Regions from separate parts of the Zea mays genome. Here all the other regions are linked to region 1. A link is a contact called in public Hi-C data. All regions are on one chromosome and are shown on one strand. The core of a region is the stretch at or near the end of the contact, and the rest is flanking DNA. Distances in the headings are between cores, read along the strand shown. Region 1 holds the start of LOC103643674 (fructokinase-like 2, chloroplastic). Region 2 overlaps LOC103643672. Region 3 holds the start of LOC100277881.

Region 1 (2,872 bases), core at 275-2,774:
TTGGCCTTATCCTTCTCCTCTTCTGAGCTTGCAGAAGTAGCAGCTGTAACAGAATAGACAGAACAGAGAAAAATTGTGACTTGCTAAGCTGTTCCCAGTCGAGAAAAATTATGAAAACCGCAGCATATAGAAACAGAAGTGCTGCAAAAATGCAACCAATATGTAGGTATTTACCTTTCTTGCGGCCTCTCCTCTTAACTTCCTTAGTCTCTTCAGCGGCCGTTTGTTCAGTGATGACTTCGATTTCTTCTCCTACATCTCTCGATGTTTCAACGGTGGCTTTCTTTCTTCCACGTCTTGGGGTTCTCTTCTTTTTTGTTGAGGTTTCACCGTCACTTTCATCGCTTAACCCATCCACGGCATCTTGTGAAGTCCTTGATGCAAAATTAGCACTGCGGTTAAGCAAACTCACTGTAGATTTAGCCATGTTCTTCCCCATATTGTTTGTCTTGTAATGTATTTGACCCCTGCGCACAACACAATCCAAATGACTTGACCAGACAATATCCAGGTCCATGAATCACAGGACAGAGCCGCATTTCTAGTCCCAGAATGAACAAAGACACAATTCTGGCTCCTAATCTCCTCTATCGCACCACAGACTGCAGCGACCATACGGGGGGAAACGGCATGTTTCACGCGGACTCGCATTGATAATTGGGATATACAGCAACGGATTCACTATGTTGAGAGATTACCTCAATCGATGAGAAGGGGGCTGGGAGCAAGTGAACTGAGGATGGAGAAGAAGATAAGCCATCAATGGAGGCAAGTAGCAAAAATCCCGGTAGCCCCTCCAATCACTGCTCAGCAACGAGGAACAGCAAAACCCCAGGGGACAAGGAGGGGAACGGAGATTTGGCCGGAGCAAATTACACTTTGGCCCATAGTTATGAGGATAAGGGGTAGAAACGTCATACCAGAAAAGGCGTATTCCATTAATTCGCTTTCTTATTCTGTTCGCGTAACCTGTTGTTTTCCTCCCCAGTCGGCGCATGGCGCAGCGCTCTCCTCTGTGCCTGCGCCGCCTCAAATCAAATGAAATCGGGCCTCCTCCGCACTTCCCCAGTCCAATTTTTTTCGCTCGGGAGGTACCGATCTCTTCTTCTTCCCCCGTATAATGGAATGGCATCGAGTTGTATCTTCTCACATCCATGCTGACATTTGTTGTAGAACCCTTGATTCCTATGCTGCTTGCCACCATTTTTCCCAACTAGTTTTAGCGGTTATTGTTGTCGTTGTTGTTTACCGAAAAGAATCCTGTCGTATTCTCGCCTCGAGGTCACAGTGGTTCCGCCATACTTGTCCGGCTCCGACTTTTCAATTTCCAGCACCGGCCACTGTTGCTCTGTTGGAATCCTATCTTCCCCCCTGCTCTTGGTCTCCTCATGTCTACTGCCACAGTGCTACAGATGTGGAAATGAAGCTACTCTACTTCAGATTTCCGTTTCAAAGGATTGTTTAGCTTCAAATGCTCATTCTGATATAAAACAGTTTGCTAATTTTCCTCTCATGTTGGCAGTACCGAGCTTGTTGGGTCCTTAACAAGGGCGGGCGTGCATTTCCCGAGGCACCATTCATCTGTGGAATCCTATGTCTTTGCAAGCTCCCAAGGGCAAGAGATTGTCGTTGCTTTAGGGAGCAACGTGGATGATACACAATCAGTACAGCACCTGATCAACCACTGTTCATATATTCTGTTGTAAGATGGACAACCAAGCTTGGACGACATGATTACGATTTATGCCAAACTGATGAAGATATAGTCCCAGACCAGTTGATCTGGATGTGATATTTTATGATAAGCATCAAACGAACGGAAATATGAGAGAGCATTTTTTTTTCTAGCTCCTTTTGATGGATCTTCTAGGATCTCTTGATCCTTGGATCAATGCAAAGTTGGCATTCTCTCAATATGCTGAAATGTGCACTTTAAACTGTGGAAGAACCTTCATGGAGAGCCTTTGTTTGATCATAAAAGAAGGCCTAATAATAGTGTTGCCTGTGGGTCATGGCCTCATAGACATAATCTGAAGCCAGATATCTTTAGTGACAGGTGGAAATTCTTGAGTGGATGCTGTTTTTCTGAGGTCAAATTGCTAACATCTGAACATGCAGATACAGTTGGCATTGGCACTCGATCCACGTGCCATTTTGCAACAAGGCTCTCAGAGGAGGAAGAGCTTCAAAGGTTGATTCCTGTGCTGGGTGCAGTCGTTAAAGATACTTGAGATAGAAAGAAGCTTATCCATGAATACAATTATATGCAGAAGTGCAGGTGAAACTGTAAATCGAGGAGCATATATAGTGAATGATGTATCTCGCAGGTGCCTTAACCTCTGTTTCTCACATTGTGTGTACATGGCAGGGGATCTATTCACATTGCATAGGCTACAATCTGGGTTTATATAGCCTCTGAGCAATACTCAAGTGTCTTACATGGAACTGGCAGAGAACTTTTTGAACAGAACAGTTGGAGATCTCTTCTATTAACAGAGAAGAATAAGAACCCAAAAAAAACTGTACAGGAAAAAAGGAATCAAGCAGAGCTAAACAAGAACATCACACTAAGCTTGAAGGGAAGATTTAACTCAATTTTATGGCTTAATGGAACTGGCAGAGATTCCTTCGTTGAGAATATTGTTGACCCTTCTAAATATTCTTAACAGAACCCTCAGCTTCTTTCTGGTGTGTCATCCATCAGAAGGGAGAATTGTCAAGGGAGCATTATTGCTTCACATGTACTAGTATGTTACTTGAACCATCCAGGAAAAAGGATTTCAAGGTGGGATGTGTGTGAGTGTGTCAATCCCACATGCAATGGTAGATTTGATGTTGATATACAAAGGTTTGTGATGCATTGTTGAAGCAA
Region 2 (2,872 bases), core at 262-2,761, 220 kb after region 1:
GACAGACCAGAAAAGGGATCCATATCCGATGCGTAGTGTGGTGCGTGTAGATAGTACCAAGCATGGGTATGTATAGAGCACGCGTGCTGTGGGAGGGAGGCATAGACACAGAACTAGTACTATTGGTGCTGCATTACGGCACAGGGGACTTCGGGGAGTCGGTTCTAGGCCGATGGTACTGGTACGCGTACATACTAGCGAGCCAGCGACGAAACCTTAAGACAGAAGAAAGCAGAGTAGCTAGCGAAGTGAACACACGCACGAGTGAGGTTCTTGCGTTGGTATTACCGCAATACCCACATGTTATATTGTTTTCGTGCTGACAAGTCATGACTCGTTTTTGCGGTTGTATGTTTTAACCCCTATCAGAGAGGCTAGTTTGGGTACTCTAGTAATAAATGAAATTGGAGTGAATTGATATGTGTTGAGAGAATATTTGATCTATTGGAGATTTACACCATCTCCAATCCCTTTAAAACACTCTAATCCCAAAGTATCCAAACTAGACCTTAGCTATTCTGCAACCGTGAGAGAAAGAGGGATAAGGTTGTAGCCTACTGCACTTGGGATGGGTTGTTCGTGTGATAACAAAAGTGCTTCATATACGACCCATTCGTATGACCAACAATAATCTATAATCGTTATTGAATCTTGTTTTTATTAACTAATAAATCATGAGCAATTAGATGACTCTGGTTGTATTTAGGGTGTGTTTGGTTGTAATGATAGGACAGGATGTGATAGTACGATCCATTAAATAAAGTTGTTTGGTTCAGGATCAGATATTGGAACAGAACTATCTCAATGTTGTCCTCAGTTGTCCTAGGACGAGAGAGAACGACAGGGGACGTCTTTATCTTGTCCGTCTCTAGCTATCCTGCAACTAAACACATCCTAAATCTACCACTCGGGTCGCACGTGTAGCAGCATTTATGTGATAAGATGGTGCTACAATTAATTAATTGTGAACCATGTTTAACTAGGGAACGAGTAACGACGAGTGACGACGGTAGTAGATACTAGGGGCATGCAGTAGGCTTCAGTTACAAGATGTGGCGACGAACAAGGAAGAGAAAGATTGTCCCCGGTCAAACGATGCAGTGCGCAACGCAAGCAAGCAAGCACACGGGCGGCCTCGAACCTCGAACCCACAGTGGACGGATCACTCCTGCTCCTGCTCCTGCTCTGCTCAATTCAGGGCAGCGACCGCGCCCACACGTGCGGCTGTCCGGACCACCCCACCCCACCCTGGGACTGCTCACTGGGGCGACGAGATGGATGGATGGATGGGCAGCGACGGATCTCCATCTCCTCGGTGACCTCGCCGCCCACTGGCACCGCAGCGGATGGACTGGATCGGAGGGAATCTCTCAGAGGCAGGCAGGCAGGCAACCGCCCACCCGTGCGGGTGCGAACCGCGGATTCCCCGCCCGAGGCAACCAGCAATCCAATCCGGCCGCATTCAGTTCAGGACTCCAGCCTGCCCACCTGCCTCTGTCTGCCTCCGCACACGTGCAAGACCTGCCGGTAGCAGCATGCACACCTGTCGACCCACCATGCGTCCACCGGGATGCATTTCCATACCGCTCCTTCCATTCTAAAACAATTACACACCATCTTCGCTGCCGGCTTTAATCCAACGACGACGACTACTGCTTTCTATAGTATTTTGTCTTTATAGATTACAGTAATAATAATCTAAACAGCTACAGGTGAAGAGCAGCCCAACAGTCTGACCGCGATTCAAAGTTTATCCTAAAACAAAGAATCAACAGTCTGACTATTTTTATGGTTTTTCGACTTTTCGGTTTCGGTTTTATGTATTTATTTATTTTTGAAAATTTTGGTGTTGGTTTTTTTCTTCTTACAGCGCAAGAATCCGCCGCACCGAATAACGGGTGTGCATTTGCAAGTTTGCAACACCACCGCGACCCTCCACGGTTTCGTCGTGTTTCCCTACCACAGGCCCACGCCAACAGCACGGCTCAAAGAAAAACTCCCTCCAAGGCAGCCCACAAAACACTTCACTTGACAGAGTAGCCCAGCAGGCCAGCACTACGGCCCACCAGCACGGAGGCCACACCCTTCTAACCTAGCGCGCCGGCGGGTAATGACTAGACAAGAAAAACAATTAGGCTAGCGTAACGTAACCTTTCAAACAGAAAAATTAGTTATTATTCATAATGACTTGACAAGAAAATACGATATCATTGTCACCTTTCAAACAGAAACATTCCCCTCTATAGTAGCACAGCCAAAGTTTTTTTTTTTTGGTTTGTTAAAACCACCAAACAATAACCGCTAGTTCGGTTGGGTGATTTCAATTCTGATGTATGAACCGAGTTGCCACTCGTAGAAAATGCGTGAATCATTAGAAGCAAATATTCTGACTAGACTCATTTTCTTCATGTCTTCTGGAAACCGGTAAGGCCTCTGTTCGGCAGCCAGTTGACAGCCCACACCGGCCAGGCCAGCCACAACCGGCGGAGGCATTTACCTGCACTGCCTGTCGTGCCCTGTGTCCGTTTGGCACAGATTGCTGCAGGTTGCAAACAAGCAAGCAGTGCGAGCGGAACAAGCATGCACATCTCCACAAGTCACATGCTAATACTTCTTAACTTCTTAACCAGCAGAACAAGCATGCAAATAGCAATGCTAATACTTCTTATCCAATAGCAGAACAAGCATGCAAACTTGTTCGTTTACATCCAAAAGACAGCAGAACAAGCATACAAAATAGCGCCCAATAGCAATGCTAGTACTTAACCAGCTAGCACATGCTGAGAGAGCACAAAAAAAGAGCATAAATTCCGGGTCCATTCTATGACATTTTAGCTGAATCCATTCATCAGATTTGTGTACTCGTACAGCC
Region 3 (2,872 bases), core at 167-2,666, 180 kb before region 1:
ATTACGGGGTTACTTGGTGATGTTAAACCTGACACTCTTGCTTTTGCATTCGCTTACATGTAAATCAAAGGTAACCTGCAAGTATCCGGTCAACTTAGATCTCATGGCATCGCATCACGCTAGAATAGGCAAATGAAGGAGATTAATGATTACGAAAGCTTAAAATGATTATCTCTATCTCGGAAAAAAATTTGATGCAGCCGGCTGTAAACTTTGCAGCCCTTCAAAAAAGAAGGATAGACCTCATCCACAGAAGCAACAACACAATTAAAATATTACCTGATAGACATGCAGGTGGGCCTATCCTCCTTTTTTGAGAGGTGCCGTAAACATTCTAGTTTGCAGCCGGCTGCACCAAAATTTTCCCCTCATCTCCTCCTAATCACAAAACTAATTTTAAATCACACACAATTTCACAAATCGGCAATTGGTCAAGCGAGATACTAATCGTTAAACCGGCTGCCTGACATGCATGCTAGTACAGCCTACAAGGCTACCCACTAGCAGCTGCATGGCTGCATCCTCTCGTACAAGTACAACCAACAACTACGCAAACTTGGAATCCTAATCAAGAACCAAACGCATTGACCACCTCACGCCATCTCAAGGCCGCCGCTGACGCACTGCACGAGCCATGGCGACCGCGGTGGCTGCTTGGCCGCCGCCGCTTCCTGGAGACGACGAAACGCCGGCACTGCCCTCTGGTACGGTGGCGACCCACCACCGGTGTCCGTGGACGACGCCGCCGTCGTCAGCAGGCTCCCCCCGGAGATGTCCGAGCCCGAGCCTAAGGGGGTCGTAGCGGTGCCCGTGCTAGTCTCAATCTCGTCTTGGCGCCTCCTCCGGCACCGGCCGCCACCGCCGATGGCTAGCGTCAGCTCCAGCCCGGCGTCCTCCGCTGGCGGTGGCGCGATGACGACGGCGGGGAGGTGGTGGTGCAGTTGCAGGTCCAGCGCGCGGCGCCGCGGCTGCCTGCGCCGCCTGGTCTGGCGCCGCCGGCAGCTGATGAGTTCCGACGACGGCCTGGACAGGCCGCCCATCAGCTGCTTCTGCACCCGGTACAGCCGGTGCAGCTCGTGGACCTGCTGCCTGAAGGTCTCTTCGTGCCTGAGCATGGCCATCTTCACGAGCTCCATCTCCATGTCGCAGTGGCTCACAAACGGCTTCTCCATCTGCACCGCCCTCTGTCCTTGCTCTCAGTCCTCTGCCAGAATTGAAGGTGCAAGATGCAGAGATCACCAATCAGTAATCCACCGGATCAAAATATGTTTGTTGTACTCTACCTTGTTCTCTCCCTTTTTTTTCTCCTTGTTCAGTGAAGCGGATCAGATTCTTGTTCAGTCAGTGATCATAGAAGCTGCCTGAAGCCAGCACGCATGCAGCATGAGACAGACAGAGAGAGCAAGAGGGAAAAGCAAGTTTTGGGAGTGGGGAGTGAGTGCAGGGGTGGGGGGGTTTATATAGACCTAAAAAACTTGGTCAATTCTTGGCTGCAGAAAATGCAATGATGCATGGAGAGAATATTTGGGCTGGCCCCTGGCCCCTTAAGCTCGGCAGGCCGAACAAGAGCAGTGGCATGAATGATCCTGTGCAATGCATGAGCTGCCCCTCCCGGAGCAGACCGCATTGGCAGATGGCAGGGGCCTAGTTTAGCCGCTGGATGGGCCCCCACGCAATTGTGGGCCCCACATGGCCAGAGGCAGCCGAGAGCCACAGCACCGGTGCCGTGTACTACGCCTGCACTGCTTCCCTCGGCGGGCCGGACATGCAACGGCAACGCAGTGCATTCACTGTCTCACCGACAGTGCTGGTGTGCATGCATGTGAACGTAGGTGTGATAACGTGTTCTAAATTTTACACTATAGATTTTAAGAATAGTGTTGTATTATTTGTGGTATTGGTTATGGAACGACTGCATGGACGGTCCACGATTAGATAAGATCAAAGATTAAAACTCTGGCCTACCTCCTCGTGTGTTTATTCATCTAATTCCGCGGGAGCTGTTAGAGAACGCCTAGAAACAGGTCTAGACGTCCTCTTATATATTTGAAGAGGTAGGTCGATTAAGGAACCAACAATCGATCAAACAATTAATTTATCTTTCGTTGTTTACTTTTTGCCATAGGAGTAGACAGTAATATAGACTCCTTCTTCTAATCTTTGCCTCTCTCCAGTTTTACGTCGTTTAGAGGCGTCTTGTGTGACCTGTCAATCTCAAGATAAACCAAACCCTAGGATCTCTCCTCCTCGACAGAGTCCCACCTTGGAGTGAGATTCAGATGCTGTTGGTGAACTCCATCGCCTCTGTATACACGCGACCGTCCCGCCACCAGGTGCGAACCATCCGGATTGTCGGGTAGAAACCCTAGCTTCTGTTTTAGACCGCGAATCGTCCGATCCTCAATCGCGAACCGTTCGCGACTCTATGCACCGCCGTCGATACTCATTACAGTAATTGATCGGTGTCAACAAATAGGATATTATCTCTACAACTATTAAGAGCGGATTGTAGACTGCCCCCGCCGCTACCACATCCTCCCGCTACCACGCGCCCAGCCCCCGCAAAAATCGCCGCAACCGAACGCCGCGATTCCCCGCCCGCAGATCACGCGCAAGCGCAACCGACCCCTGCCGCGATTCCCCTCCGCGGCGAATCACCTGCATCCGCAACTTCCGCTGGAGCAGGGGCCCCATCTCCGGCCTGCTCAAGGGCTACGTCGGCCTCAGCACCGCCATCTTCATCGACACCTGCTTCGCGCTCTTCGCCGACGACCCGGCCTCGTTCCTCGTCATGCTCGCTGTCGTGCCGGCCGCCGTCTGCGCGCTCGCCATGGTGTTCCTCCGCGAGGGCACCGCCGCTGCGGACGAGGAG

What was found. A called contact is a pair of places that touch in the nucleus more often than the background predicts.
Region 2: a Hi-C map of leaf shows a contact between it and region 1, with 5 times the contacts expected there. The contact joins the enhancer-like site here to the promoter of LOC103643674 in region 1. A contact is called at or near these places in 14 of 25 Hi-C or Micro-C datasets (bundle sheath, ear, endosperm and 5 more) and 1 of 3 datasets of contacts at active chromatin or transcription factors (leaf).
Region 3: a Hi-C map of ear shows a contact between it and region 1, with 1.9 times the contacts expected there. The contact joins the promoter of LOC100277881 here to the promoter of LOC103643674 in region 1. A contact is called at or near these places in 2 of 25 Hi-C or Micro-C datasets (ear and tassel).

Annotation. Positions count from the first base shown.
Region 1 is chr1:255,229,576-255,232,447 of Zm-B73-REFERENCE-NAM-5.0, reverse strand. LOC103643674 (fructokinase-like 2, chloroplastic) reads right to left here and starts at 1,524. Exons shown (of 5, transcript XM_008666858.3): 1 at 699-1,524; 2 at 175-467; 3 at 1-43. The coding sequence starts at 1,204. It overlaps LOC103643675 (a long non-coding RNA gene), which reads left to right and starts at 928. Exons shown (of 4, transcript XR_004855532.1): 1 at 928-1,091; 2 at 1,523-2,785.
Region 2 is chr1:255,012,735-255,015,606 of Zm-B73-REFERENCE-NAM-5.0, reverse strand. LOC103643672 reads right to left here. Exons shown (of 10, transcript XM_035964306.1): 10 at 2,603-2,872. Among protein-coding and RNA genes, the nearest start is that of LOC103645455, 18 kb to the right of the region's middle. Within about 2 kb of position 1,511, at least 19 of the 20 cell types and tissues checked have an H3K27ac peak or open chromatin away from gene starts, as enhancers often do. A contact at or near this core is called in bundle sheath, ear, endosperm and 5 more, where this site is marked.
Region 3 is chr1:255,413,552-255,416,423 of Zm-B73-REFERENCE-NAM-5.0, reverse strand. LOC100277881 reads right to left here and starts at 1,416. Exons shown (of 2, transcript NM_001372526.1): 1 at 1,284-1,416; 2 at 430-1,204. The coding sequence starts at 1,172. The coding sequence ends at 594.